Regions from separate parts of the Mus musculus genome. Here regions 1, 2, 3, 4, 5 and 6 are each linked to region 7. Evidence: chromatin contacts called from public Hi-C, HiChIP or PLAC-seq and promoter capture Hi-C data. All regions are on one chromosome and are shown on one strand. Each heading gives the region's core, a stretch centred on a gene start, on an enhancer-like site or on the middle of the called end of the contact. The rest is flanking DNA. Distances are from core to core; before and after follow the strand shown.

What was found. Promoter capture Hi-C pulls out the DNA fragments that hold promoters and counts their contacts. Hi-C and Micro-C count contacts between places; a contact is called where the count stands out from the background. HiChIP or PLAC-seq counts read pairs in DNA pulled down with a chosen protein or histone mark.
Region 1: a promoter capture Hi-C map of hippocampal neurons shows a contact between it and region 7, with 5 times the contacts expected there. The contact joins the promoter of Selenok here to the promoter of 4831407H17Rik in region 7. A contact is called at or near these places in 8 of 39 promoter capture datasets (the HPC-7 cell line, cranial neural crest, hippocampal neurons and 4 more), 9 of 484 Hi-C or Micro-C datasets (the Ba/F3 cell line, LSK cells, bone marrow-derived macrophages and 5 more) and 11 of 115 datasets of contacts at active chromatin or transcription factors (the 230-238 cell line, the SCID.adh cell line, bone marrow-derived macrophages and 8 more).
Region 2: a contact with region 7 is called in a Hi-C map of bone marrow-derived macrophages, with 22 read pairs. The contact joins the enhancer-like site here to the promoter of 4831407H17Rik in region 7. A contact is called at or near these places in 29 of 484 Hi-C or Micro-C datasets (CD4 T cells, the CH12 cell line, the G1E-ER4 cell line and 12 more), 4 of 115 datasets of contacts at active chromatin or transcription factors (astrocytes, bone marrow-derived macrophages and embryonic stem cells) and 3 of 9 other capture datasets (embryonic stem cells, liver and pancreatic islet).
Region 3: an H3K27ac HiChIP or PLAC-seq map of extraembryonic endoderm stem cells shows a contact between it and region 7, with 5 times the contacts expected there. The contact joins the enhancer-like site here to the promoter of 4831407H17Rik in region 7. A contact is called at or near these places in 3 of 15 datasets of contacts at CTCF or cohesin (embryonic stem cells, large pre-B cells and stem cell-derived epiblast-like cells), 11 of 484 Hi-C or Micro-C datasets (the HL-1 cell line, bone marrow-derived macrophages, cerebellum and 5 more), 6 of 115 datasets of contacts at active chromatin or transcription factors (T-cell acute lymphoblastic leukemia, Th17 cells, bone marrow-derived macrophages and 3 more) and 4 of 9 other capture datasets (adipose tissue, embryonic stem cells, liver and 1 more).
Region 4: a contact with region 7 is called in a Hi-C map of embryonic stem cells, with 2.9 times the contacts expected there. The contact joins the enhancer-like site here to the promoter of 4831407H17Rik in region 7. A contact is called at or near these places in 1 of 15 datasets of contacts at CTCF or cohesin (embryonic stem cells), 15 of 484 Hi-C or Micro-C datasets (B cells, the CH12 cell line, the G1E-ER4 cell line and 9 more), 4 of 115 datasets of contacts at active chromatin or transcription factors (T-cell acute lymphoblastic leukemia, astrocytes, embryonic stem cells and 1 more) and 1 of 9 other capture datasets (macrophages).
Region 5: a contact with region 7 is called in a Hi-C map of bone marrow-derived macrophages, with 31 read pairs. The contact joins the enhancer-like site here to the promoter of 4831407H17Rik in region 7. A contact is called at or near these places in 1 of 39 promoter capture datasets (embryonic stem cells), 1 of 15 datasets of contacts at CTCF or cohesin (large pre-B cells), 7 of 484 Hi-C or Micro-C datasets (bone marrow-derived macrophages, cerebral cortex, cortical neurons and 2 more) and 8 of 115 datasets of contacts at active chromatin or transcription factors (acute myeloid leukemia, bone marrow-derived macrophages, embryonic stem cells and 4 more).
Region 6: a promoter capture Hi-C map of embryonic stem cells shows a contact between it and region 7, with 4 times the contacts expected there. The contact joins the promoter of Il17rb here to the promoter of 4831407H17Rik in region 7. A contact is called at or near these places in 14 of 39 promoter capture datasets (the C10 cell line, the HPC-7 cell line, Sertoli cells and 9 more), 1 of 15 datasets of contacts at CTCF or cohesin (embryonic stem cells), 8 of 484 Hi-C or Micro-C datasets (B cells, the CH12 cell line, bone marrow-derived macrophages and 5 more), 19 of 115 datasets of contacts at active chromatin or transcription factors (DN3 thymocytes, the NIH/3T3 cell line, the SCID.adh cell line and 13 more) and 4 of 9 other capture datasets (adipose tissue, embryonic stem cells, liver and 1 more).

What each region holds. Positions count from the first base shown.
Region 1 is chr14:29,966,979-29,969,774 of GRCm38.p6, forward strand. It overlaps Selenok (selenoprotein K), which reads left to right and starts at 1,402. Exons shown (of 5, transcript NM_019979.2): 1 at 1,402-1,558. The coding sequence starts at 1,540.
Region 2 is chr14:30,042,208-30,044,945 of GRCm38.p6, forward strand. Cacna1d (calcium channel, voltage-dependent, L type, alpha 1D subunit) reads right to left here. Exons shown (of 47, transcript NM_001083616.2): 46 at 559-879; 47 at 1-159. Among named protein-coding and RNA genes, the nearest start is that of Gm52108, 8.0 kb to the left of the region's middle. Within about 2 kb of position 1,389, at least 19 of the 459 cell types and tissues checked have an H3K27ac peak or open chromatin away from gene starts, as enhancers often do. A contact at or near this core is called in the HPC-7 cell line and bone marrow-derived macrophages, where this site is marked.
Region 3 is chr14:30,103,140-30,105,839 of GRCm38.p6, forward strand. Cacna1d (calcium channel, voltage-dependent, L type, alpha 1D subunit) reads right to left here. Exons shown (of 47, transcript NM_001083616.2): 22 at 2,350-2,456; 23 at 525-612. Among named protein-coding and RNA genes, the nearest start is that of Gm52106, 31 kb to the left of the region's middle. Within about 2 kb of position 1,317, at least 33 of the 459 cell types and tissues checked have an H3K27ac peak or open chromatin away from gene starts, as enhancers often do. A contact at or near this core is called in T-cell acute lymphoblastic leukemia, cerebellum, extraembryonic endoderm stem cells and 1 more, where this site is marked.
Region 4 is chr14:30,026,135-30,028,915 of GRCm38.p6, forward strand. All of the region lies in intron 1 of Chdh (choline dehydrogenase), which reads left to right. It also overlaps the pseudogene Gm18760. Among named protein-coding and RNA genes, the nearest start is that of Gm35449, 6.4 kb to the left of the region's middle. Within about 2 kb of position 1,432, at least 7 of the 459 cell types and tissues checked have an H3K27ac peak or open chromatin away from gene starts, as enhancers often do.
Region 5 is chr14:30,195,120-30,197,819 of GRCm38.p6, forward strand. It overlaps Cacna1d (calcium channel, voltage-dependent, L type, alpha 1D subunit), which reads right to left. Exons shown (of 47, transcript NM_001083616.2): 4 at 1,605-1,744. Among named protein-coding and RNA genes, the nearest start is that of Gm52107, 28 kb to the right of the region's middle. Within about 2 kb of position 1,377, at least 72 of the 459 cell types and tissues checked have an H3K27ac peak or open chromatin away from gene starts, as enhancers often do. A contact at or near this core is called in bone marrow-derived macrophages, cerebral cortex and cortical neurons, where this site is marked.
Region 6 is chr14:30,007,501-30,010,200 of GRCm38.p6, forward strand. Il17rb (interleukin 17 receptor B) reads right to left here and starts at 1,396. Exons shown (of 11, transcript NM_019583.3): 1 at 1,232-1,396. The coding sequence starts at 1,291. It overlaps Chdh (choline dehydrogenase), which reads left to right and starts at 1,500. Exons shown (of 8, transcript NM_001136240.1): 1 at 1,500-1,733.
Region 7 is chr14:30,456,572-30,459,313 of GRCm38.p6, forward strand. 4831407H17Rik (RIKEN cDNA 4831407H17 gene) reads left to right here and starts at 1,465. Exons shown (of 4, transcript NR_131095.1): 1 at 1,465-1,545. It also overlaps a transcript of Cacna1d not described here.

The DNA.
Region 1 (2,796 bases), core at 152-2,651, 490 kb before region 7:
TTAGAAGGAAAAGAGAGCACAGAGAGTGAGAGGCAACGTCATGGTTTAAGCCCAGGTCTAGAAAGGCCCTTGAGAAAAATCACGGACCCAGGTTGGGAAGAGAGCTCGGTGGGTAAAGTGACTGCTACACAGACATGAGGGCCTGGATTTTAGAATCCCCAGCAGTCATGTAAAAGCCAACAGTGGTTGCACACAACTCAGACCTATCCTGGAGGATGAGACAGGCAGATGGCCAGAGCTCCCTAGCCAGTCCAATAAGGTGGAAAACACCCAACTCTCCCTTTCTGTACTGACTGCACACCTCATTCCTCCCTTCCCCTCTCCTCACCCCCACTCCCCGCACCACAAAGGAAACACAACAGGGGCAGCAAGGAATTTTCTTCAAACTTACTGGATGCCCAAGACCTGCCTTCTAACGCATATGTCACGTCTACAATGCTGACAAGCAGAGGAAATTGTCATTCTGAAGTTCATTTGATTTTCCCTAGTTGTGTCTCTACAGCTATTAAAAATGCCACTTCTTAGCTGGGTGTTGGTTACACCTTTAGTCCCAGCACTTGGGAGGCAAGAGACAGGTGGATCTCTGAGTTCAAGAACAGCCTGCTCTACAGAGCTAGTTACAGGGCAGCCAGGGCTACACAGAAAAACAGTCTCGAAAAATAACAAATTCCACTTCTTGAACTTATACAGATCCACCTGCCTATGCCACATGAGTACTGGTATAGGCCTGGTCTACAAAGTGAGTTCAAGGGCAGCCTGGGATACACAGATCCCAAATCAAAAACAAACAAAAACAAGACAAAAGACAAAAACAAAAACCAGCTGGGTGTGGTGAGGCTTGTCTTTCATCCCTGCGCTACGGAGGCAGAGGCAGGCAGATCTTTGCGTTTAGGGCCAGCCTCGTCTACAATGTGAGCTCAGAGCCAGGAATACAGTGTGAGTCCTGTTTCAAAAAAGCAAAACAAATAAACTGAGAGCAGAAATAACCGGCTTAAAGGGAATACGGTCCAGAGGGACTTAAAAGTGAGTTCAGCAAAACCTGATGGTTAAAGCTCTTCATGTCCCAGACACCGCCTCAGAGCCTCTCCCTGCCACTCCAAAAGACAGCAACACATCTGGAAAGCTGAGGAACGTTCCGCCCTCCAAGCCCTTCGAGCCACCTCGGACCCGAACCCTGCGCGTGTCTGCCAACTAGCAAGCAACTTCCGGTCGGCAGTGCTGTGGCCTCAAAGACTCTCGGTCAAACCGGAACCAAGTGAGGGGGGTGGGGAAAAGGACCCTCAAACAATGTTTCTCCTAGACGTCATATCCGGTCTCCTGACTCAGGCAGTATCCACGCCAGCGGAAGTTACTTGTGTGACTGGGCGGAACCTCTAGTCAGGAGTGGTCTCCCAGCAGCCAATGGGCTCGACCCACCTCTAGCCTGACTTGGGTCTGTCAGTGGCCTGTGACGTACAGGGCGGGGCGGGAGGCTAGGTACGGCGACAACAGGGGCGTCCGGTCTTCTCTGTCGCTAGGAAGCAGGCAACCGGAGGGAAGATGGTTTACATCTCGAATGGTGAGTGAGAGCCTTACCCTGGGCCGCTTCTGTCCTGACTCGCCGGGTCCTGAGCTTGGGGCGGCCTCCCCCACACCAGTGGCCGGAAGGAGTGGGAAGCGGAGGCGGTGGGAGCCGAGGCGCAGCCCAGAAGGTCCCCGGGTGCCGCTGGGGGACCCTGAAGCCTCCTGGTACAGCCAATTTTCCGATTGTGGGTTTGCGATAGTGATCCCGGGCGCGGGTGTCCTTAACCCGGGAATGACAGAGACGCTAACCCGGTCCGGATACAACGCGCTTTTGTTTGGGCCGCTAGAGCCGCGTTCTTTGCCTAGCATCTCTTTCATCCTTGTAACTGTTCTATTCAGATGGTGTATTTCTATCCCTGTTTTTCGGATGCAGACTGAGACATAGATTGACTAGCTCGCTAAAGATCACAAAGGCAATATGAAATTTAGGTTAAATTGAACTCAGGTTGGCTCCAGTATTACCTACCATACTGCCTCTATAATGCGTACAATAATGATGGCGATGGTGGTGATGCAGGACTAGCAAGAATATGAAAAAAATAAATAAAATCTGGAGACAGGGTCTCACTTTGTAGTTTTATCTGCCCTGTAACTCACTGTGTACGCTAAGGTGGCCACTAACTCCCAAAGATCCTCCTGCCTCTGACTCCGGAGTAGTGGGATTAAATTAAAGGCAAGCACCACCACGCCAGGCAATACAAAAGTTGTGACAGATTTTTCTCCCCTAAAAGTGTAGCTAGTCCTAAGCCCAAGACTTTACCCAGTTTGAAAGAACTTGGGAAGCAAGTCTCCAATTACTGGAAAAGAAAAAAATACAGCCTGAGAAGGTCGTATCAGTGCCAGAACCATCTGCCCACCTGTGTGACTTAGGTGAGACTCCTTGGCGCATTTCTACAAGACTCTCTTGGGGCCCTGGAAATAGGTGTGGTTGTATCAGATTCATCTCTGTATCTCTAGAGAGTAGGGCGATTAGCAGAAGTCTTAGGGCTGAGAGCACTTTGAATTTCTCGGCTTTTTTCAGGATTTCACCTCCTGATTACAAAGCTTTGGGATAGGTGGTGTGATGGGCACTACAGGAAGCATCATCATTCCATCTTCAGTTTCGAGCGCTCGCAGATTCTGTTATTTGCAATTTAGGTCACTAGCTCATACAGCTATGCACTCAAAAGTGATCAGTGTTCTTCTGCTGCATCCATCTCGCCACTAAAATGTCATGTGCATTTTACCAGTGAG
Region 2 (2,738 bases), core at 139-2,638, 410 kb before region 7:
CCCATTGGCTCGAGGACACACACTGCCATTGAGCAGGGTGCTGGCAGCACTTTCCATCTCGTCTATGGTTAGGTCACAGGCATCGGCAATCTCATGTTTTGTCGCTGAGACAAATTTGGGGTCCCTCGCGTAGCGTCCCAAGCCTTCGGATATCAGGACCTGTATAGGAGATAGATCGATGGCATGAGGGAAGGTCTGCATCAGCTCTCAGTGCGCGGCATGCTCTGGGGACGCTGTCAGCCATGCTGCTAAACTTTATACACGATGCTAACCATAAATGAGCTCAGCTCTGTTGGTGTCGAAAGCTGAGTGGCTCCACAAGGCTGAGCAAGAGAGAAAGCACTGGGGACGTAGCACAGACTGGCACTGCAGGATGGGACTCTCTGGTGGGACTTGGCAGTGCCAGCTGGTTTTCACTCAGGCCTTAAATGCTGCCGAGAGGCCACCCTCGGGTGGCAAGGCTGCAGAGCCCACCACTGCCCCCTCCCCATGTGATCATGGCTCTGTTTCTGCTGCCACCTAAGATTTGTCCAGAGGTCAAAGGCCACCCATACTCACTGCCTCCACCAGGCTGTCTGCACTCCTCTGCTTGTCGCTGTTCTTGTTCCGGAAGCTGCTGGGGACAGTCAGACTAGCTGGCGTGAAAGTCCTATAGGAGATGTCGGGTTCATCTGTGTACCAGGAGCTTCGGTGTAGGGATGGCAGGCTGCCATTGACCTGGTCCATAGATTCTGAGCGGTCCACCTGGATCAAAGGGGTGTAGCATGGGCTCCAGTCTCGGTATGGAGGGGTTGCTGGAGGGGTGGCCCACGACCGGGTAGAGTGGCTCGGTGAGTACTTCTGGGCTTTACTGGAATCTAGGCCTGCAACGGCCATGATCTGAGCGGGAGAAGCAGAGAGAGGTCTGAGCCTTGGTCCCAGTCTGGCACATGGCAGCTGTGCAGAGATGCTTCTCAAAAACCTGGGGGAAGATGCCTGTGTAGCAGAGGCCACTCAGTGAGCTGGCCAGGGAACCAGGGATTAATAAAAGACTGGGATTCCGGGCTGGTGAGATGGCTCAGTGGGTAAGAGCACCCGACTGCTCTGAGTACCCGACTGCTCTTCCAAAGGTCCCGAGTTCAAATCCCAGCAACCACATGGTGGCTCACAACCATCCATAACGAGATCTGACTCCCTCTTCTGAAGACAGCTACAGTGTACTTACACATAATAAATAAATCTTTAAAAAAAAAGTTGCACTGTCATGCATTCATATATACGAATTGGCAGCCAAACTTCATAATGTGAAAGTGAAAAAAAAAAAAAAGACTGGGCTTCCTCTTTCTCCAAGCCATAGGGCCTTCTCTATGACTGAACTGTCAGTTACTAACTTACGTAACCACTTGGGGATGAGGAGGGAAGATGGATAAGCTGTGATGTGTGAACATACTACCCAGGCCTCTCCAGGCTTCAGTACTGAAGCACACTTCAGGGACTCTGGCTCATTCAGGACAACAACCATGTCTCTCGGCTCTAAGGCCTGCCATCCTGCAGTGAGTGTGCCCTGAAATGCCGGGCACAGTCACGATTCTCACATGTCCCTCATGGGAGAGCCACCTTGAGATGTCTGCTAATGCCGGTTTGCACTGACACTGTAGTTGTAGCCAAGGAATCCAGGACAACCCAGGCCAGTGGCTGAGGTAAGACTTGGGATTCTGCCCTGTGGGTCACAGGCCTCTTTTAGACCTCCTTGGCTGTCTGAGGTTTGGCATCGAGTGATCTGGGTTTCCAAAAAGTTTATCTTTCTTCCATGATGATACAGGCAAATGGGCTCAGTGGTTGAGCTCACTAATTTATCTTCCAGAGGACCCAGGTTCAATCCCCACTACCTACATGGGTAGTTTATAACCATCTGTAACTCCAGTTCTGGGGATCTGATGCCTTCTAAACCCCAAGAGCACCAGACATGCCTGTGGTGAACAGACACATATGCAGGCATGTAAAATAAAGTAACTCCAAAACAAATATTTTAAGTGCTGGCAGAGGTGACTAGAAAATCTGCAATGGCCACTGAGTACATATGGGTTAGAGCTTGGGGTCAGAACCTCACAGAGATCCAGATCTGCTGGCTGGCTGGCTGGCTGGCTGGGTGCAGGTTTCTGACATCTCCCTTCATCAATCAGCCCACACAGCTCTTCTGATGAGATAGTTCAGGAAATATAAAGACCGTATGTGTGGTGGTTTGGCCCAGAGGGTGGCATTATTAGGAGGCATGGTCTATTGGAGGAAGTGTGTCACTGTTGGGGTGGGCTTTGACAATCCTGTGCTCAGGCTCTGCTCACTGTGGAATGAGCACCTCCTCCTGACTGCCTTTGGATCAAGATGTAGAACTCTTGGCTCTTCCTACAGCACCATGTCTGCCTGTATGCTGCCACGCTTTCTGCCATGATGACAGTGGAATGAACCTCTGACACTATAAGCCAGCCTCAATTAAATGTTTTGCTTTCTAAGAGTATAGTTGTCATGGTCATGGTGTCTCGTCACAGCAACGAAATCCTAAGACAATATGTATGTATTCATACATATCTACACATATATATGTAATGCATGCATACCTCTATCCTTAAGCCCTGGTGAACAGGCTCAGTTGCCTTTCATGTGAGCATGTGGGCCCCCTTAACCCACTCTCATGGACAGAGGGTTCATGCACAAGAAGCTGCCCAAGTGGCTTGATGGTGGAACCACCTCTCTGAAGGAAT
Region 3 (2,700 bases), core at 67-2,566, 350 kb before region 7:
GGTGTGTGTGTGGTGTGTGTGTGTGTGTGTGTAGCAGTACATGTTATGTGGGTACATGCTCCCACAAACACACCTGTTCTTTGAGGAAAGCAGAAGAGGATATTGCATGTCCTCCTATATCAGTCTTGACTTTAGACTCTTAAGATGGAGGCTCTCACGGAACCCAGAGCAAGAACAGCCACCAGGAAGCACCTTCCTGTCTCAGGCACCTCACACATAGTGCTGGGTTTTCCAGTGTGTGAGAACACGCATGGCTTTTTACACAGGCTCTGGGAGCTGACTCAGCTCCGAACAAATGCTCGTGCTCGCGCTAAGGCTCAGCAAGTGTTCTTACCTACTGAGTCTTTTGTCTTTCATCTTTAGAATGATGGTATGTGGCAGAAGCAGCCTTTTTGGTTTTTCTTTTGGTGGAATTGTTCCACTCTGAAACCCAGCAGGCCTCAGTTCACCTCCAGACAAGAACAGTTAGTAACTGCAGCCATCCCCAACCCAAGACAGCCCCACTCAACAGAGAGGGTCAATACCTTAAGTCCCTTTGCTCTGTTGATTGCTCTGAGAGGCCGCAAGACCCTCAAAACCCTCAGAATCTTCACAACGGAGATGGCGCTGGACCTAAGGAGGGACAAAGCAAGCAAGCGGCTGAGTTACAGCTGGTTAGGAGCCCGGAGAGCAGTTGCTTAATGTGATCATCTCTTAAAGACACTTCACAACTGTGTGGAGTCTCTCTACTCCTTTATGCCATAAAGCGGGCCTCCTGCCTCCTGTGGGACCTGACAGAGCCCCTATTTTAGGCTTACAGTTGCCTTTTTGGAGAAATTTTCAAACTTTGTTATGTTCATGTAAACACTAGGTTCCTGACTTCTAGATTTTCGTGTTTAAGTCTGGGGAACCGTGCTTTGGTACCAGAGCTTTTCTGGCCTTCAAGTAGCTACATCCGGTAGGAGGGGTGAGCACGCACACCTGGGGGTGGGGGTGGGGAATTGCAGTATGCTCCTCCAAGGTGGGGAAGATATGGTGTGACCACAGGGGCAGATGAGAAGGCCTCTCAGGGAGGTGGTGCCAAGTGAGTCCCAAGGGAGCAGAGAGTTAGCTGACAGAGGGGGGCAGCAGCAGTGCATACTGAGGCAGCTGAGCCTCAGCACCCCAGATGTAGGGGTGTGGCTGGAGCACAGGCCTTGGGGATGGGGGAGTGTGCAAAGAAGAGAAGCCAGAAAGAGTGTGGACAGCTCAGAGCCGTGAAGAGACTAGTCTGGAGTTTCTACCGGGAAATGAGCTCAGAGCTTAGGTTCCCAGGCATCGGCCAGAGGGACAATGTCAGGCTGGACTCTGACTGGGTAAACAGAAGGACTGGCATCAGATAAACAAAACCCTAAACTTAGCACTCCTCAGGAGCGGGCTTTAGTCAGTCAGGAAAAGCTGCTACTTCCTTTATCTGTCCCCATGGTCAACAGACAATGGGCATGTAGCTGCTGACTTACCTGACCAGCCTATAACAGAACAAAGCCCCTTGCTAACTCTCAGGCTGTCCTTGCCCGAACCCACCCTCCTATCACTACCTGTCCCCACAAAGCTGACAAGGCTTTTCCTGCAGCCCGATGTTCTCTGCCCCTCGGCCTGACCCCCTGACCACCTCAGATACAGCCTAGGAGTTTGATTCCCAAATAAACTGTCTTTCTTCCCACAGAGTGGCCTAGTTCTGTGGTTTCCCAGTGCCTGGCTTACATTTCTCTTCAGGTTCCTAGAGCTAAGGGGCTGTGTACACGTGTGCACACATGGGACAGCTCGGGAGCACAGAAGCTCACAGGCCAGCAGAAAGTGAAATGAGGCCACAGAAGACACAAACTCGGGTGACTGCCCCGGGTACTGCACAGGGTAAAAAGGCAGTGTTCAGCTTCACCAGAGACTCTTAAGTGTCCCCAAGGTCACCGCAGCTGTCTATCCTGCAAGCACAGGGAGAGGAAGGGATCCCAAGAGACCACCAAGGCCAAGCTTTGCCTGCAGTGAAGGAAAACTGCCACCCTGAGAAAGGATGCTCGAAGTCTTGGACCAGGCCTGAGAAGAACCCTATTTGTCCTCTACTAGTCAAACTGTCTTTCTTTCATCTGCTGTTGAAAGCTAATTCTGAAGAGAATCATAAACTCAACCTAGCAGTAGGCATAAGGAAAAAGAAAAAAAAAAAAAGAAAACAGAAAAGGAAAACAGAAATAGGAAAATACAAATGGCCCCAGCTCTTTCTGGCCCAGGGCAAATTAAGCCGTTCTGGCTGTAATCAGCAGACAGTGCCCAGCCTGAGCAAATTAGGTCTAAGTTCCCTATGTAAACTCACTCTACGGACACATAAATACTTACTGAATCCCAAAGGACACCAGCGACACCCCAACAACCAGCATGTCCAGCAAATTGAAGTAGTTCCTGCAGAAAGCCCCTTTGTGCAAGAAGGCTCCAAAAGTTGTCATCTGTAAACAGAATCGCGTGGCGTTTATTCTCTCTCCTCCCCTCCAGGGTTCAAAACCAACCGAGCAAAAACCTGGGCTCTTCCCAAACTCTTGGCAGAAGTATGACCTCATTAATGGCTGCACACAAGGAAGACAGATGCACACCAGCAGGGCTGAGTGACTGTGTAACTTCCTTCAGCAGAGATGGAAAGAGGCAGCCAAGTGTAGGCACATTTGTAAAGAGACCAATTCAGAGTTTATTCAA
Region 4 (2,781 bases), core at 182-2,681, 430 kb before region 7:
CTAGCTTCTCTTGTGTGTTTCAGTGGCTCTGGTACCCTCTGTTGAAAAGGCCATTTCTGCTCCATCCCACTGCTTTGTTGGCCTATTTACATGACTTAGCTTCTGAGCTCTGCCCTGCTCTGTTGATGGCTGCCTGTTTCTTTGACGGTGGTTCCAGCAAGCCTGGAGATTGAATAATGCCAGCCCTATAACTTAATATTCTTTGAACATTGCATTGGCTTTTTTGAGGTCTTTTGTGTCTGCATATAAATTTTGGATCAGGTTATTAATACTTACAAATCTTGCTGGGGTACTTAAAGGGATTGCACTGATTCATAAGTTAAATGGTAAAGAATAAAGACAGAATTGAATCTCCCTACCCACAAATAAAGAATATCACCCCGTGTAGCTAGGTTTTCTTTGGTGATTTTCTGTAGGGTTTGGTAGATGTCCAACTGCAAAGGTGTTTTGATTTATTCCTTCTCACTGGGCACATTCAATTCAGTGGAACTGTGTCTCCCCTTCAGTGGCCCATGCTCCCTGCTGGCATTTCGGAGTGTGACTGATACTCGCACCTTGACTCTGTCTCCCGAGGTCCCCCTGGAGCTGCTTGTTAGGTCCAGGGACCTTTTTGGTCAGTTTTTTTTTTTTTTTCAGATTTCCTACACAGATGATCTTGTTGGCCAGAAGCATTCATGTCCAACCCCCATGCCTTTTGAGTTTCCTCCATTTGACTGTTAAGTTAAGCTGCAATGTCCAATGTGATGTTAGAATCGATTTGCCTTGCTCCTGGTTTTGGTGGGAAAGTGTCTGCATTCCTTGCCACGACAGAGGTTTTGTAGATAACCTTTATCATGTTGGGCAGCAGAAAGGTACTTTAAAAAATTTTTTGCCCAATGCTTTCTCTGTACCTCTTATTTCTTCACCTCATGATAATTTTCTTTGTTTCTTCCTCCCTTTCTTTTATTTTCCATTTTTTTTCCAGACAGAGTCTCACTATGTTCAACCTGGAATTTGCTATGTGAACAAGACTGATTTTGAATTCACAGAGATCCACTCGCCTCTGCCTCAAAAGTACTGGGATTAGAGGTGATTGGCAGTTTTAATAGTGTTTCAGAACAACAACAACAACAGAAATCACATAACTACTTATATGTTTTAAATCTGGTAGAAGGCATAAGAAAGAGGTTGTCAACAGGGAAAATAAGTTTTTTTTCTATATGCCTAAATAGATCGCCTAAAATATCTGCAAAGTTCAACCTAGTGGTAGTAGTGTTGTTTTTTTACTTGAAATGACAATTTGCAAAAATGGAAAATTAAGAGACTTTCTATTATTGTTGTTGTTGTTGTTATTATTATTAGAGAGATGATAGAGTGTAAGTTGGCCTGGCTAGAGATACTCAGTGAGAAAAATGGAGCCCTCTGACTCTCAGGCAGGTGTCCCTGTGCCCTCCCCACTGGGTGGCGCTGCTGTGCTCGCCTCACTGGGTGCTCACTGGGTGCTCTCTCTTCCATGTGCACTTCTCTTTTCTTATTCTTTTTTTTCTTTTTTCAAGTCTATCCAGTCTCTTTGAAGCTTTTGTTTGGTTGTCAGTGACTTTAAGAAGCCAACATTGGGGTTTTCTTTACCATCACTGGCAACACAGTCCTGCAGTAGATCCCTTGCAGTCGAGTGTCTCTCCAGTACACTTCATTTCAGTGCATGGACACCGTCTCTCATCTCTGCTATTAGCTCCAAGGGGTGCCTCGATGGCCCTGAGACCTCAGGAGGAAGTGAACTTGAATTGATTCCAGGAAGACCAAGCAAGGGGCAGTCTCCCTCTGTGCAGGCGTGACCCCACTTGACATTTAATACACCTCACATTTTGAACCTGAGTACCGATGCGCCAATGGGCTGATTTCTGATCTTTGTGTCATCTTTGGTTTATTGTTCTCCTGGAGTTCTTTTCTGTCACTCATATTTGTATTCTGTATCTTCTCCCATTCCTTCTCTCTCTTTGCCTTCTTTAACTCCTGGTGGGGTGGCATGCGTGACCTTCAGGCCACTCCTCACCAGCTCCTTCCCTGTAAGCAGTCTTCCAGCACAAGGTGCTTGCTCTCTGAGGTAGTACCGCCTGAATCTGTTTCCTTTTGTCATGTGATCTTTTCTCTTCTGCCATCCACACTTTCTTGATATTGGATTTGGACGCAGGAAGAAAGTCCTTTTCTGCACATGAAATGCGTGAATGCTTATCCTATTTTGGAGTCTGAGGTAGGGAGACCAGCCTGTAGGTCTCGGAGGGAATGTACACAAACCCAGAGCCCCATGAACTGATTTTCACATGTGAAATGTTTCACACGATGAACACCCGGGGACCAAACTGCTTGAATGTGGTACATAAGTTTGTTTGTTTATTTTTATGTAGAACTAGAATCAAAACTCTAAAAACATTTTAAATTTATTTGTGTGTGTGTGTGTTTGTGTGATATGCAAGTGTAACACAGAATGTTGTGGCATGTGTGTGGAGGTCAGAGGACAGTTGGTGGGGAAATAGTTCTCTCCTAGCATGTGGCCTCCAAGGTCTGAATACAGGCCATCATCCTGGAGAGCAGGTAATTATTACCTTCTGAACCTGCTGCTACAAACTATCTGGATTTGAGTTCTAAAATTTAGTTGAGAGATTTTTCTTGTCTGGCCACCTTCCCCTCCTACCCCCAGCTGTACTGGCCCTCTGTGAGACCCATCCCAGGATGCTTATTCATCTTTGTTCATAAGCGATACTGATCTATAGTTCTCTTTTCTTTGATGTTTTTGTCTGTCTG
Region 5 (2,700 bases), core at 127-2,626, 260 kb before region 7:
TGGGCAAAATGTTCCAGCAGAGAAAAAGCTAAGGTGACATGGGGACATAAGAAGTGAAGCTATGTATCTCCATTCTCTAGTCTAATAAAAGTCCAGTGGCAGGAAAGCACAAGACTCTCCCAGAACAAAGAGACATCTGCGGCTCCAGTTTGCCAGCCCGTGACAGGTGTTCCAAACAAGAGGAGGCTTCTGCCTTAACGCCTATCTGCCACCTATTCATTTTGGATACATTATTTCTGCAATACACACATAGGTGCCAATGTACAATGGGAGGTTTTATAAAAGCTAGCTTTCTTCCTGGTAAGTATAACCATCCAGTGGGCCACCACTTTGGGCCTTCCTTATTTTCATTCCCCGGGGTAAAAGGACACCCCACCAAACGTAAGCTACTCTCCAAACAGACAGAAAAAGTCATCTCCAATGAAAAACCAGTGCAATCAGGATACAGATAATCCAGAAGATAACCAAGCTGCAAGTTACCTGCAAACAGCAACTGAATAAAGCCACAAAGAGGAAGGCAGAGAGATGGTTTTAAAAGCTCTCTCCAAACTGGAGAGAGGACTCAGCAGTGAAGAGCACCTGCTACTCTGACAGAGGACTTGGGTTTGATTCCCTGCACCCTCACAGTGACTCAAAATCATGGTATTCCAGTTTGAGGGATCTGACACCCTCTGCTGGATCCCATGGAGGCTAGACATGCATGAAGTACCCAGACATATGTGCAGGTGAAATAATCACATACATAAAGTAAAAACAAATACATCTTTTAAGAGCTCTCTTGATGGAAATAAGAGAGTATTCCTAATTTTAGGGGTAACTTACAGAACAGCCCAGGTAAGGAGTCCCAAAACAGGGCTACATCTTGTCTCCCTTGGTGGATGTTTGCTCCAAAGACCTGATTTGTGTTTCCTCTGCTGGCAACAACTCAGGGTGTGGAAGGAATGGGGCAACACAGACCTCTATTTTTCATTGTAACATACTCCTTTAACTAAATCTACCAGCGTCTTCCTCTCACAAGAGGGTATTAAAAGAACACCTGCTTCTCTGCATTTTCCAGTTTATTTTATTTTATGCCAGATATGTGACATTATTCAGACGCTTGTTTTGTTATTTAAAATGGGAAAGTGGCATGCCAAGGTTTCTCCCACAACTCAGCATAAAAACATAATAGCTCTGCTCAAGGGATGTTAAACAGCAGCGCACCGCACAGCAAGAAAGGCTCTCTCGTATGATACACATGGTTTTAACTAGCAGGGTGCTAGCTTTTAGGAGCTGCATTCACCTGACTCCACCCACCAGCCAGGCAGGTCTATTTGTGGAGACTTGAGGCCCTGTGAGGTGAATCATCTCTCATTAGCGGCTGAGACTTCCTCTAACAGCCTGTCACTGACTTCCCCAAGCACACCAATCATGAGAGCTCTTCACCCAGGCCTCTGCCCAGGGATTGACAGCAGCCCTGTCAGCATTAAAAGAACCCCTGCTAGATCCTGATGCCATCACGGGCATAAGAATAACCACCTCCCCCAAGAAGGCTTGTGTTCCCTTTACCATCCAGCCCTCACCTCCATTCCCAGATAAACGTTTTTCCCAAACCAAGGACTTACCCTACAATTACTATAACAAAATCCAGTAAATTCCATCCATTCCTAACGTAAGCATTAGGATGCAGCAACAGTCCATACGCTATAATCTTCAGAAATGTCTCCACTGTAAAAATAATCAGGAAGGCATATTCTACTTTTTCCTGTAAAGAGAAAGGAACACACCAAGGGTGGAGAAAGAAAGAATCAATGATCAGAATCAATAGCTCAGAGACAGAAGCACCCCCCCCCCACCACGCACAGACATGATAACAGACAATGTTATCATGAGAACTAGAATCACTACCCTGCATGTGGACCAGGAAAACATTTCAATTTTGATGCTGAATTTCTCATAAGCAGCTAAGTGTTAAGTACTGTCATTCCAGGCTGCATTACTGCATTTTGCCACCTGCCCTGATGCATGAGCAGTGAGCCTGCCTGGGACATCATGGGCATGTTTTCTATTTGCACACATTTGCACAACACAGCATGTTTTCTCCAAGATTGCCAGATCAGGCCCAGAAAAGCACCAGGATGAAACAAGCATTCTGACAGTGGTTTCTGCACAGAACACACCGTCTGGGAGAACAGATGCATAATGGACTTTACCCTTATTTTTTTTTCTTGGGTTTTCCTCTGACATCTTATTCTGATCTGACTGCCCTCAGCACAGAGAAGAGGGCAGGGATCTCAGATGCCTAATACTGGCCTGTCTCCTCTTCCTGGCTGGCACCAGTGATGGACTCCCTCCTAACCAGCCTCCTGGAGATACAGCTCCGCCTTTATCTCAGTTCCCATGTCTGCTCCCATCTGATTGCCACATCCATCTGCAGCATTGCCTGATGGCTAGAACCTCTCCAACTCCAACCCACATTACCCCCCAAGCAAGGATGCCCCAGTCAACAGGTCTAAACACATAGGCTCTTTCTATAAATTTGATAGAAACTCAATGGACAGGGCCATGAGTATCCAACCAGCATTCTCTGGCTTTAATTTACTTAACAAAACAAAACAAAATCTCAAGAATGAGAACTTTTCTCTGTGGGCTCTAGAGTCCTCAGCTACTATCATCCTTAGGGTAGACTAATGGACTTCACTTACTAACATGGCTACTACA
Region 6 (2,700 bases), core at 146-2,645, 450 kb before region 7:
GGAGCAATGACTGCAGCCCGCAGGACACACACACACACACACACACAAGCTCATATCATACTTCTGAATGATCCAGAACTCAGCTGAGCTACTTAGAAATCCGTTGGGGACAGTGACCTCATCTTTCTAAAACAGCTTTCAAAAAAGTAAAACCCCCCTACTGTCTACGAAAGGCCAGTTACTAAACCCTTTGACGTTTCCATTAAAAGGGAAGAGTACTAGTTTGGAAATAGTATATTGAGCCTAAAACATTTATTTTAGTTGTCAGTAATCTTCAGTGGCAAGACACAATGTGACAAACCCAAAGGACTCTTAAGATCTCAGCTCTCTCATTTCCAAAACCTTGGTGAAGGCAGAAAGCAGAGGTTTTGATGGAGCAAATGGGGTTTGGATGATGTCATCCACTGTCCTTTGCTTTGTGACATTCTCTTATTAAGCAAATGAGCCACCTACTAGGAACCAAGTTCTACTTGAATGGGAGCAAGACAAGGTGTGTAGGAAAAGCCAGGTGAGGGCTCTACATTTTGCAGAGTTCATTCAATGTTCTTCACAGCTGCCCCCAGGACAGTTTTTTTCTCTTGCACAGAGACGGCAAGGGCTTCAGGACACCATAAATAAGCTGTGACTTTCCACAGTCACCAAGGATGCCTTCCAATGTGTGAAGAGAGCAGGGCTTGCATCTGAATGCCTTGTTGAGGATGCGCTTTTCCCTCCTAGAAAGATTCTTTCATTCATGGGGACTGGAGAAGAAAGGAAAGCTGCCTTCAGGAGTTAACATGGCCCTAGACAGAAAGGAAAAGCAAGCAAGCAAACTGATGCAGGCTGTCTGTTGACCCAAGAGGTGGGCAGCACAGATGTAAGCAGTACTGTCTTGTTTGTCATCATTAACCCAGGACAAGGCATACCTGTGTGAGTTGAGTACCACCCTTTTTCTTTTTGAGGAGAATACTACGACTCAAATGCCCAGGTGGCATCTGTGACAGTTCTAAACCTCATTCCCCTGGGAAGCAGTCTGACAACTGATACCTTCCAGGATGGCAATAGATGGGTGGTGTGAGTTCAAGACCCATCGCGGTTAGCTCAGGGGTGCAAACTGGCCCCTTTCTAAGGATGGTTCATGGACAATTCCTTGACAGTTGAGCTGGCAGGTTTTCAGGCGCTTGTCGCTTGTCAGGGTTCAGCTAAACGGATGGGAACCGAAAGGGTGCCCACAATGGAGGGGGATGCTTACCGGCTCTCGAGGCAGGGCGCTCCTGCACGATGCAGCCAAGATCAGCAACACTAGCAACATGGCCCGGCCACTGGCCACCGCCCACCACCACGCGGAGCTGGGGCCAGAGGTCCAGGGTCCTCTTATCCAGGCGCCCGCCGCAGTTCTCCGGGCTCCGCCTCCCACAGTACCGCCCTGCCCAAGCCGGCGCTGGCCTGGTCCCAAGACAGTAAAGTGGCCGCCTTGTCGCCCTCGGGGCTCGCGGGGGTAGGCGGGGTGCGAATGACTCAGGCCCGGGAGGACTGAAGCTCCAGCAGGCGCGGGGCGTGTCGAGCCCCGCGCACAGGTGTGTGCCGCAGGCCAGGTGGGGCGACCGCACCCGCGCCTGGAGCCAGACGGAGCAGCTCGCGGCACTCCCGGGACGCCAGTTAAAGAGCAGCGGGCGAGGATCAGCGGCCACTGCCTTCTCGGCTCTCCTGGCTCCTGTCCTTCGCGTCCTGGCCCAGGTGCGGAGTTGTCCCGGGTGAGTAGCTAGCTTTTCAGGTCCTAGGCTGGGTGAGGACCTGAAGCGGAGGGGCTCAAGCCACTGAAACCTTCTGGGTTTTGAGAGAACTAGCGACAGGAACTTAACAGTTACAAGGTAACAGTGATAGGAATCTCCACCCCTGGCCTCTCAGGCTTTCTGGTTAAGTGTACTCCTATAGAATGAGGCCTGGCGGTTACATCTGGGGTCCCGAAGCTGGTGTCTCAGCACTGTGGGTTCCGAGCTAAGGTTCTGACATTTGGCAGTGCTGCTTCTGCCTGAGTGAGATCTGCCCGACTCTCCACCACCTCTCGGACCTTAATTTTGGGAAGGTGGGCCAGGGACCATCCTTTTGAGATGAAATGGCTTGAGAGGGGGATAGCCCAGTATCATTTGGGGTTAGAGAAAGGGCTACAGAGCCTGGAATTCTGCTGCTTCAGCCCTTCCTATATCGTTAGCAGAGCTGGGCTCACCAGACACGTAGACAGTGGAATTGGAGAGAGCTTCAGGCACAAGTCCTGCTTCTCCCTGCTAAGAGGTTGGGTGGAGTCAAGTGGCTGTATTTGCTGAAGCCCGACTGGGATACAGACTAAATTCATCAGTGAGACAGACTTCAGGTGAAGATTCTGGTTTTGATTCACCTGGAGAAGGCTCCGTCCCTAGCCTCTGTTGGATTGCAAGGAATAGTTTCCTGAGAAACTTGTTCTGGTGCCTGACCAAGGAGATTGACAGAAGGGAGGTTGTAGCCCCACCCTCGCCTGGAACTGGGCCATCCTGGGCTCCCACTCAACCTCAGCGAGCCGTTCAGGCTCAGTGGTTCCTGGGAACAATAAGCTTTCATAGCAGCCTTTCTGACCGGTAAACCCTTGCCTGCTACCAGGGTGCAAAGGTGCATGCTCTTGGCATGGAGCTGAGCACTGTGACAGGAACATGCAAGGCCAGAGTACCTGCCCTGGTGGGAAGACAA
Region 7 (2,742 bases), core at 215-2,714:
ATAGAAGGCTGCTACCATTCCACACAGTGTACAGTCAGCCAGTGTACATCAAGCAGAGACGAACCAATTGACTAGGAACACAACAGGGCACAAAATGAAGCCCTTGTACTCATAAGGTCTGCAGGCAAGTGGGGAAGGATTTCAATAAAACAAACATGTGTGCAAATGTGTATACATGTAGATGCATTATGTACACATATGTGTGTGTACCTGTGTATGCATCTATATGTGTGTGTGTGTGTGTGTGTGTGTGTGTGTGTGAAAACAGTTAAAGGAACAGAAAGTTGTATTGAGAATATGGAAGAAAAGTTGAAAGCAAGTTGCAATTATGAACAGTGCATGTCAGGTACAGATATAGCTCATTTGACCATGTTACCTAGCATGCCCAAAGCCCTGAGTTCAGTTTTCCTGTATCTCATAAACTAGGTATGTGATATACACCTGTAACTCTAGCACACGGGAGGTGAAGTCAGGAGGATCAGAGGTTCAAGGTCATTCTTGGGCATGTAGCAACTTAGAGACCAGTCTGGAATACATAAGACACTGACTCTAATTAATCAGTGAGAGTGGAGTTGCACTTGATTAACTAAGTCACATATAAACAAAGAACTGAACAACAGGGACAAGAGGCATGTGGAGAAGAGCACTCTAAGCAGGACAGTAAGTGCAGACTGTGAGGTGTGTCTCTGAGATGAGTGAGGAGGTCACTGGGGCTGACTCAGGTCATCAAGGCAGAGACTAGCGGGATGGGTCTGACGGCGTGAGAGCAAAGCGTTGCTCGCAGGATGGACAATGTGTGCGCTTTGGCTTTTATTCTGAGCAATGTGGTGATCTACTGAATGATTCTTAGCAAAGAACGCCATGACTTAACTTGTCTTAAAACAATCTCTAAAGCTAAGTATGTCCATAGAGGTGGTGGCAGAAACTCCCGTCAGCTGTTTATACATTACCCAATGGGCTAGGGAGACGGTTCGATGGATAAGCACGCTGGCTATGGAGACAAGAAAATCTGAATTTGAATCCCTAGCACCCACATAAAAGCTGGCACAGCCATGCCTGTAACTCTAGCACGGGGGCGGGGAGGAGGAAGGGTGGGCAGAGACCGACAGGCTGATCCTGGGAACTCACTGGCCAGCCAGAGTAGCTGAAACAGCAAGCCTTCCTTAGGTTCAGTGAGAGACTTTGTCTCAAAAAATAACCTGGTTGGCCATAGAGTAAGACACCTGAATCCTTCTCCAGCCTGTCTAAATACACACACACACACACACACACACACACACACACACACACACCTTTATATACACTACATCCACACAACACACATGAAAACAGATAGGCTTCCCTAAGCACAAAAAGCATCAAGGAACAAAATGAGGAACTAGGTTCTGAGTGCATTTTGGAAGAAGAGCCAGCAGAATGTGACATAGATGCAATGCAGGGAGTGGGGGTGTGAGGAAGTGAGGCATGGCTGCTAAGTTTCTGAGCCGAGCAACTAGAGAAGCAGCTGTGGGTGGAAGACATTGGAGGCAGGGGGTGACCCCCAAGGTCAGTTCTGGGCATGCTGACTGTGCAGTGCATGTTGGGAAACAGAGAGGAGATGAACAAAAAGTTCTGGAAGTAGAGGGAAAGTCCTTGCTAGGGGTATAAATTTAGGAGTTGATGACGTCATTTCCTGGCTAAGCTCAAGTGTAGGAGTTAATGGCAATGTACAGCATTTAAATCTACAAGCCTGGGGGTGCCTGGGGAGTGCTGGGGAAAAGAGATCCCTCAGCTGAGGGGTAAAGGCTCCCCAACATTAAGAGGATCAGAAGAGAAGGAGGAGGCATGGAAAAAACTGAGAGCTGTACCCCAAGACAGGAGGCATAGGAAAGAGAGGGTGCTCAGAAAGGCAGAAGAAGGAAGTGGGGGCTGTCCCTGATAAAGATGGGAGCTCAAGGTCGTGTGCATAGTGCTGTCATTACAGAGATGTCAGGGGTGGGCAGATGCAAGCAGGTGGCAGTGGATCGATGGCTTCGGGAGCTAGGGCTGAGCACTGGAGTAACACGCAGTGAATCTGGCATATCCTTTGGAGATTAGGAAAATATTCTGGGATTAGAAATTGCTGATGTATCCACAGATTTATGAATGAATGAATGAAAAACCTAGCTGGATGTGGTGGTTCGTCCCTATGAGCCCAACACTCAGGAGGACCATAAAGTTAAGGCTAGCCTGGGCTACAGAAAGAAACCTGTCTCAAAAAAGAAAAAGAAAAAATACTAAGTTGCACGCTTTAGAAAAGTGAGTCTCATGGGACATAAATTAGACCTCTTTTTTAATATGCAAAACAGTGAAGCCTCTGGCTTGACCATGGGATGTAGCTATGTGGATAGCAATGGCAAGAGCTGCTAGTGGTCACTAGCTTGATGAGAAGGAGGGGAGGAGAATGGTGACCTCAGAGCACAGATGTTAACATAACAGCTGGGGTGTAACAACACACGCCTGCTATGCTGAAATGTGTTCCCGGAGGCTTGCAAAAAAGGAGCTCATATCAAACTCACTATTTTGAGACTGGTAAATAAGGGGAGGAAATTATCTTGAGGTTGATAGAGAGATAGAGGAGAGCCATTGGAGAGAGAAAACTTCAGCAAAGAAAACAGTACAAGACAGCCCAGAGATGGGACAAAAGGAGACCTTTGGGAAAGGGGAATTTTCTGGACCAATGCTCTAGTGTGAGCATCAGACAGCTCCCTCAAGCACAGCCAA